Linked DNA regions of Salmo salar: region 1 is linked to region 2. A link is a contact called in public Hi-C data. All regions are on one chromosome and are shown on one strand. Each heading gives the region's core, a stretch centred on a gene start, on an enhancer-like site or on the middle of the called end of the contact. The rest is flanking DNA. Distances are from core to core; before and after follow the strand shown. Region 1 holds the start of decr2 (2,4-dienoyl CoA reductase 2, peroxisomal). Region 2 holds the start of si:ch211-183d21.1.

What was found. Hi-C and Micro-C count contacts between places; a contact is called where the count stands out from the background.
Region 1: a contact with region 2 is called in a Hi-C map of muscle, with 5 times the contacts expected there. The contact joins the promoter of decr2 here to the promoter of si:ch211-183d21.1 in region 2. A contact is called at or near these places in 2 of 3 Hi-C or Micro-C datasets (gill and muscle).

What each region holds. Positions count from the first base shown.
Region 1 is chrssa19:57,586,093-57,589,798 of Ssal_v3.1, forward strand. It overlaps decr2 (2,4-dienoyl CoA reductase 2, peroxisomal), which reads left to right and starts at 1,961. Exons shown (of 8, transcript NM_001140899.1): 1 at 1,961-2,170; 2 at 2,771-2,891; 3 at 3,087-3,155; 4 at 3,589-3,640. The coding sequence starts at 2,794. LOC106579211 (retinol dehydrogenase 13) reads left to right here. Exons shown (of 7, transcript XM_014158897.2): 7 at 1-895.
Region 2 is chrssa19:57,403,270-57,406,949 of Ssal_v3.1, forward strand. It overlaps si:ch211-183d21.1, which reads right to left and starts at 1,262. Exons shown (of 12, transcript XM_014158899.2): 1 at 1,068-1,262; 2 at 1-226. The coding sequence starts at 172.

The DNA of each region.
Region 1 (3,706 bases), core at 711-3,210, 180 kb after region 2:
GAAAGACATTTTGACCACTTATGTAATGAAGAAAATGGAGACCAAAGAAAACATTTCTTAACCCCCACAGAGCTTCTGCAAGCTTTGACTGTGTCTCACCAAAAATGTTACTTACATGTCTTGATGTTTTCCTGTAGCTGCATTGTTGCTTTATAACAACACATCATCTCACTATCTGGAGTCAGAAAACTGTTGATAAATCTGTCCAGGCTGGCATGCATTAATGGATACTGTTGGCATACATACAGCCTAAGTGCTTTGGATATATTAGCCCTGAACTATCTGAGGGATCCATTTCACAGGGCTCTTCCTGTCAATAAAATCCCTAAATTCAGATTGAGAGAAAGCCATCCACCATCCGAATGTACTCTGATGAGCATCGATCCCTGGAAACTAATACCATTCACCAGCCAAATCTGGTGTCAGTTTACCAGCAATGACACTCCCTGGTGCCATGCTAAAAAGCTGAGGATAATAGGAGATCAAGGGTTTTCCTCATCCCTCTGATTTGGAAAAGCAGGTAATGTTTTGTGAAGTGGAATACCAGAAAGACTTTTACATATGGTTATTAAGGGCCATAAAAGAGACACTGTTATTGCTCTCCCTAAACATGCACAGATACATTTAATAAATGCTTTATATTCTTTAATGGCCACCTAGAATATGGTGTTACTGAAACACTTTTGACAATGAGAACAATTACCTTTTTGTTTCTGTATCTTATCTGAAGGTTCTGCAGTGATTTATTCATTCTTGCCTTGAGGTAGAATTTAGAAACATGTCTATAATGTCTGAGTGAGCCTTGAGGCATTTGTATACTGAACAAAAATGTAAACGTAACGTGTTTGTCCTATGTTTCATGAGCTGAAATAAAAGATCCCAGAAATTTTCCCTACGCACGAAAAGCTTATTTCTCACAGATTTTGGGTACAAATTTGTTTACATCCCTGTTAGTGAGCATTTCTTTGCCAAGATAATCCATCCACCTGACAGGTGTGGCATATCAAGAAGCTGATTAAACAGTGTAGTCATTACAGGTGCACCTTGTGCTGGGGACTATAAAAGGCCACTCTAAAATGTGCAGTTTTGTCACACAACACAATGCCACAGATGTCTCAAGTTTTGAGGGAGTGTGCAATTGACATGCTAACTGCAGGAATGTCCCCCAGAGCTGTTGCCAGAGAATTTAATGTTCATTTCTCTACCATAAACCGCTTCTAACATCGTTTTAGAGAATTTGGCAGTACGTCTAAACGGCCTCACAACCGCAGATCAAGTGTAACCACGCCAGCCCAGGACCTCCACATCTGGCTTCTTCACCTGCGGGATTGTCTGAGACCAGTCACCGAAATTAAACTGAGGAGTATTTCTGTCTGTAATAAAGCCCTTTTGTGGAAAAAAACTAACACCCATGGCTGCGCCCCTGTCCAGTCTTGGTAAATGTGTTACGAACATAGTGGACTAAGTTTAGTAGACTTTAATTGTTGCTGAAGTTTTTTTTTTAAATGGTGATGTTTAGTAGTGCAAGGGCACTTCACAGACTATTGCACACCAGCACTTCAGACTGCCCTCCCAGGCCCACCCATGGCTGCATCCCTGCCCAGTCATGGGAAACCGATAAATTAGAACCTAATGAATTCATTTCAATTGGCTGATTTCCTTATATGAAATGTAACTCAGTAAAAATTATTAAATTATTGCATATTGCATATATATATATATATATATATATATATATATATATATATATATATATAAATTGTTTCAGTATAGTTTAAGCATCTCAACAGAAAAAAACAACACTAGATATTCTATCCCAGCATTTTTATGAATAAGCAAAGAACACATTTTCTATCCTCTGCATGGATGGGAAACTCCTGTACAGAATGACAGCATGAGTATGACGTTTGCGCTCTTGAACAGACCCCTCTTGAACTACATATCCCAAAATGCACTTGTCGTTTCACAAAAAATAGGTTCAAGGTACAGTATTTTCATGACCAGAGAGCAAATTTGCTGTTTGACAATTTAGTGAATTTGTAAACGTCTTCAGTCGCAATTTGTGAAGTTAATCTGCAACAGAGTGCATTTGGTCGTCGAGAGACATTTGTGCGTCGGTGTCATTACAGAGCAAACGCTTACAACAGAAAAAAACACAACAACACTTTCGGTGAGTGCAACTTTACCATAGATAGAACAATAAGCCAGATGTTTTACCGGATGTAGAAATCTGAAGCATCCGGTTGGAGTTTCCAATCAACACCAAATATGGTGATGAGAGGAAGCCCAGTGGCCGGCAGTGGGAGAAGACGGAGCGAGATGGATTTTGGACGACATTCTGCAAATTTTCTCATCGATGAAACGTTTGATCTCAATACAGTGTTCTGTTCCCAAAACTAAAATATGTTACGAACATACTACTTTTTGCCAAAGTTTCAAAACAAATTCCGTTGTTTTGTAGTGCAAGGGCGAATTGAGATTCAGACTAAGCGTTCTCTAACCGAAATATGCAAATACATGCTAGAACGCGCCAGTAGGATCTCGTTAGCTCGTGCTTGTTCTGCCTACTATGATTCATTTGCTCCCATTGGAAACGATTGGCTGTGGTCTATCTTTGGGTTATAAAAAAATCTTTGACCTTTGTCAACTTTAAATTCTTCCATGCATCTTCAGTCTGCAATGCAGTCTGCAATGCAGTCTATATCCCAGCGATTGCTACATTGCACAAAGTGTGCCTTAGAAGTGTAATAAATGAATATTTTTGTTACAGCCAGGCACCTTTGGAACATCAGTATGGCAGAGCCACAGAGGGTGGGAGAGTTGCCCGAGGATGTAGACACAGATGACTGCATGACTTCATACACTCACATTTACAGTCCAGATTTACTTAAGTAAGTGGAAATACAACCTTAACGTACCAACTGTACTTGAGCTGTGCATTCTCATTTGGAACAAAAGCAATGGCCAGTAGATTTTATAGGGACATGTTATCACCATAAGTGATGTAATAGGAAAAGATGACAGACATAGGGCGCTTTGTATAATACTGGTACTTAACATCATTTTTTAACAATATCTTTTCACAGAGACCAAGTGGCGTTCATAACTGGAGGGGGAACTGGAATTGGACTGCGCATAGCTGAAGTGCTCATGAGGTACTGTACCTGGAGTCTCTTGACGTACTACTCCATGCTCCCTGAGACTGTACTTTAACCCTCTGGTTGGGTTATCACTGCCTGTGTCTGCCTATCTTCTCTTACCTATAGAGCATATTACTCTTCACCTAAGACCTTGAATGATGCCTCTGTCACCTTTGGCTTCTCAGTACACCACATGATCTCAGCCTTAAACTTGCACCTTTCACTTGACATGTCCCTGCACCCCTCACCCCTCATCTATCACATTCCCATGGCCTTGTACCCTGCCTACACCTGGGACGGCTCACCTTATGCCACTGTGTTCTACCTATAGCTTCCTTGTGTCATCCGCAAACCACCATTAGAGACAACTAAAACCTTATGCCGCATGTCATCACACACGGAACATCATGCCCCTCACCCCTAACCTCTCACCTTTTGTCTCTTTCAGGCACGGCTGTGACACAGTGATTGCCAGCAGAAACTTGGAAAAGCTGACAGAGGTCGCTACCCTTATATTGTGTAGTAGACCAAACAAAAAAACGATGTTGATTTAATGTTGAATAAAC
Region 2 (3,680 bases), core at 12-2,511:
TCTGGCCGCTGGTGTGGTAGAGCTCAACAAACTCAGTGGTGTCCAGTTTGGGGTTGTCTGCGTTGACTTCACTGATGATGAGGCAGGGATCTCCCCAGACTGACGCAACCAGACACACAGACAGGCAGACAGCGTATGTTGCAACCAGGTGAAGGGCCAGTCTTACCATCATGGTTAACTACTTCCCCAAAAATGTCAGCGCTAAAATGCATTAAGGGTTGAAAGTCTGAAAGATGAAAAAAATTAAGAAGAAACTTTTGAGGCACAAAAACAACAATTATTGACTAGAAATCACAGAAGGTGAAATGATGTTGTGGTGAGGCTATCATAACGGTCTTCACCACCCAGACAAGGGGCAAACTCAAAACTACATTACTGTTTATCGGTTTTTACAAAAATAGAGAGTGCATGTTGCAATCTAGGCTAGTAGTATCTGATTATTGATTCTCCAAAAACAGGAAAATGATCGGTAATGTATGTCTCTTATGAGTTACAGTGTGGGCAAATCCTGCATTTCTTGGAAAGCACATGTAGACTAGGATACATTTATTTCATCCAAAATAATTTAGGCCGTGGCTGCGGATTAATGCAAAAATTGGTCAACTGTGATTTGTATTTTATTTTTTCTCACTAGTACTAGGATTATGTTTTATAGCTTCCTGGACCTTGAATTAACCAAATCGTAGCTGTAATCTTCGGTAGACAACGTTAAAATAAAAATGTGCGTAAGTCAATTTTCGATCTTTTCTTACCAAACGGTAGACCAGGGAATCACAACGACTGTGAATATTGGCTCGAGCACCATAGCGCATAGAAAACGAAGAAAGTTGCCTGCAATTATTATTATTTTTTAATGCTTAACTAGGCTACTATACGTGCTATGTAGCTATAGCGTGTAAATATTGGAACTGAATATCTTCAGTTAAAACCCCATTCAAGACCACAACTTGTTGCATAGAAGACGATATTCAAGTCACGGCTATTGCTATCTCAGCGACGCAACGGTTGTCATTCGAGTTCAGCAGTGCCACACAGGGTTAGGGTTACAAAGTAGCGACGTGACTTACTGTATTTCAGTGTCCCCGTCCACGACGAAGGGAGTATTGAAACAATGTTTACAATCCAACAGATCAGTTTTTTTTTGTTTATTCCGAGAGAGATATTCGTAAACTTTGTTTCAATCTCTGCCGCTCCCAGCGTCGTCTGTCCACATTGACAAAGCACTTTCTCCCCCCTCTCGCGTGCGTGGGCGTTGGGAGGGGGGATGATCCTTGGGTATCCTTCTCGTGCTGCGTAACATTCCAGACCATTCAAATTCAGCTCTATGGTCTGCCTGTGTTTTACAACAACAAAAATGATATTTTGGCCTTATGTTTAGAAAAGTGATTTTATTAGATTTGGCGTGTTTACATTTTTATTAAAGGACTTTTTAAATATTTTAGGGGAATGTTGACCTACACTTTGATTTATATGGCCTGTAGGCCCCTGAGAATCCACAAGGACTGCGCAACACATTGGCCACCCGAGCACCAGCAACCTCATCTAATATGTTCTTGGTTAACGAGCATGAAGAAAAATATGAATCACATTTTTAAGATTCACAAGTGTCTCTAAATGTAGGGCCAAGTCTACCAGTGACTTTCCACATGTGCCATTTTACATTGTAGTTTGGACATTAGAAGTTACTTTATTTTATTCAAATCAAATCAGTTGTATTTGTCACATGCACTGAATACAACAGGTATATAATATTGTCTAAACAACGGAAGTCTAGTCGTATATCTGCGCTGAATAATTTTTCCTATTGAGGTTTTGAAAACGGCTGACTTCAAGAGCGAATGCACCTAAAAGCAACTTCTCGTTTTGAAAATGTAATATGTGGCATTGCTATGAGTAAGAAACATGTATTCTACTGTCAAAATTGACTACAGTGTAAATATGATAATTTTGGTCATAAAGTCGGTCTCATCCAAAACGGAGATTTGCAAAATAATACGAAAACAAGGTGTCACAGAATGAAGGGTATTGTACGTTTTTCCGTGGGTTGGGTTTATAGAATTCTTCCCTCATGCCCACAGCTGGCAGCACCCAAGTAATCTTATATTCTGAGCACAGATGCAAATGACCATTCTGATCATAATACCCATGGTAAATTTGGTGTGACATATGATATCCCTATGGGCTAGTTAGGGACCATCAGTAAATTACACAATATACATGGGATACTTTTTAAAAGGTCAATAGCTCCAAATTTCAATGATTTCAAAACCTCGAACCAACTATACATTGAGACAACTAAAAGATGTGCAACATGAAAATATTGTCCCATTTTCATTGTGTAATTTATTGATTGGGTCATTTTTCATAAAACCCTGGCAAGAGTGGCTAAAAGGGTGTTTAGGGTCCCCAGTGGTTCTGCAAGTGTAGAGAGGATATTTTCCGCTGCTGTCCTGCTTTCCTGCTTTCCGGTGTTTATATGCTGTTTAATATGACATGTAGCCTATTTGAAATGATGAGCAATACTTACATTCACCTTTTCATGTTTATTAAAATACTTTTCATTCAAATCATATGGTTTGGTTTCAATACTTCAAAACCAAATGGTAGGTCCAGGTAGTAACACAAATAGAGGGAATTTGGAGCCAGTTTTTTCCCTGTGAGCACAGAGCGGTTTTTGAAATGCTAATTTAAAAATGAATGGTGAAAAAATGATTGGAACCATTTTGCTGTTTGACCACCTTGTTTTATGGGTATTATGACACCTCTGCTGTGGGGCGCTATGGCTGCTAGCATTTCTTAATAAACCAAATCTCAAACAAAGCCAAATCAGGAAATGCAGTCACCCTTTAAAGGGAACTGAACTTCCTGATTTAGCCTTGGTTTCAACTCCTCATTAGGAAATGGGGAAAGGCTATGAGGGCATGCCTCACACCCAAACCGATATTTCATTTCAGAATCATTTTGGGGGGACTAAAGTTAGGTTAAGGGTTTGGTGAAGGTCAGGGTCAGTTTTAAGTTTTTGCTAGGTTTGAGTTTTTTTGGCAGGTTTTGAGATAAAACCAAAACTGTTACATTACCCTTCATTCAGCAAAATATATATTTTTTCCCTAATTATCTTGCAAATCTCAATTTTGGATGAGACTGACTTATGACCAACATGATCATATTTACACTTTGAAGTACATTTTGACACTAGAATAAACGATTGACTAATATCGATCCCACATAGGCCATTTTTTAAGAGAAGTTGTTTGGTTTCAGATGCTCTTGAAATATGATCCAGTGACCAGAGAAATGAGGAACCTGTGGTCAAATTGTGTCTTCTTTGGGGTTTTAAATGATCTCTCCCTTTAGTACACATCAAACCCCAAAATAATTCATTCACATTTCCAATTTTTTAAAGGTACCCTTTCTCCAATATGAGCTAGGATATTTGGTTGCAAGATGTCCATTTACAAAGGGTATATCAACTGTTAAGTACTTGCTGTTTCCTACCAGGCTGGGTCTCTTAATCCTGGGTCTTGGTTAATGATCTTGGATTGGACTGTGGTATAGCCCTTTTCTCAAATGAACACATCTGTAACACAAACAGCAGTTTGTTGTCCTCCCATAATACCAAGATGTGTAAAGATATGTACAACATGTTAAATTCACTTCAGACATATAGATCTGCAATATGT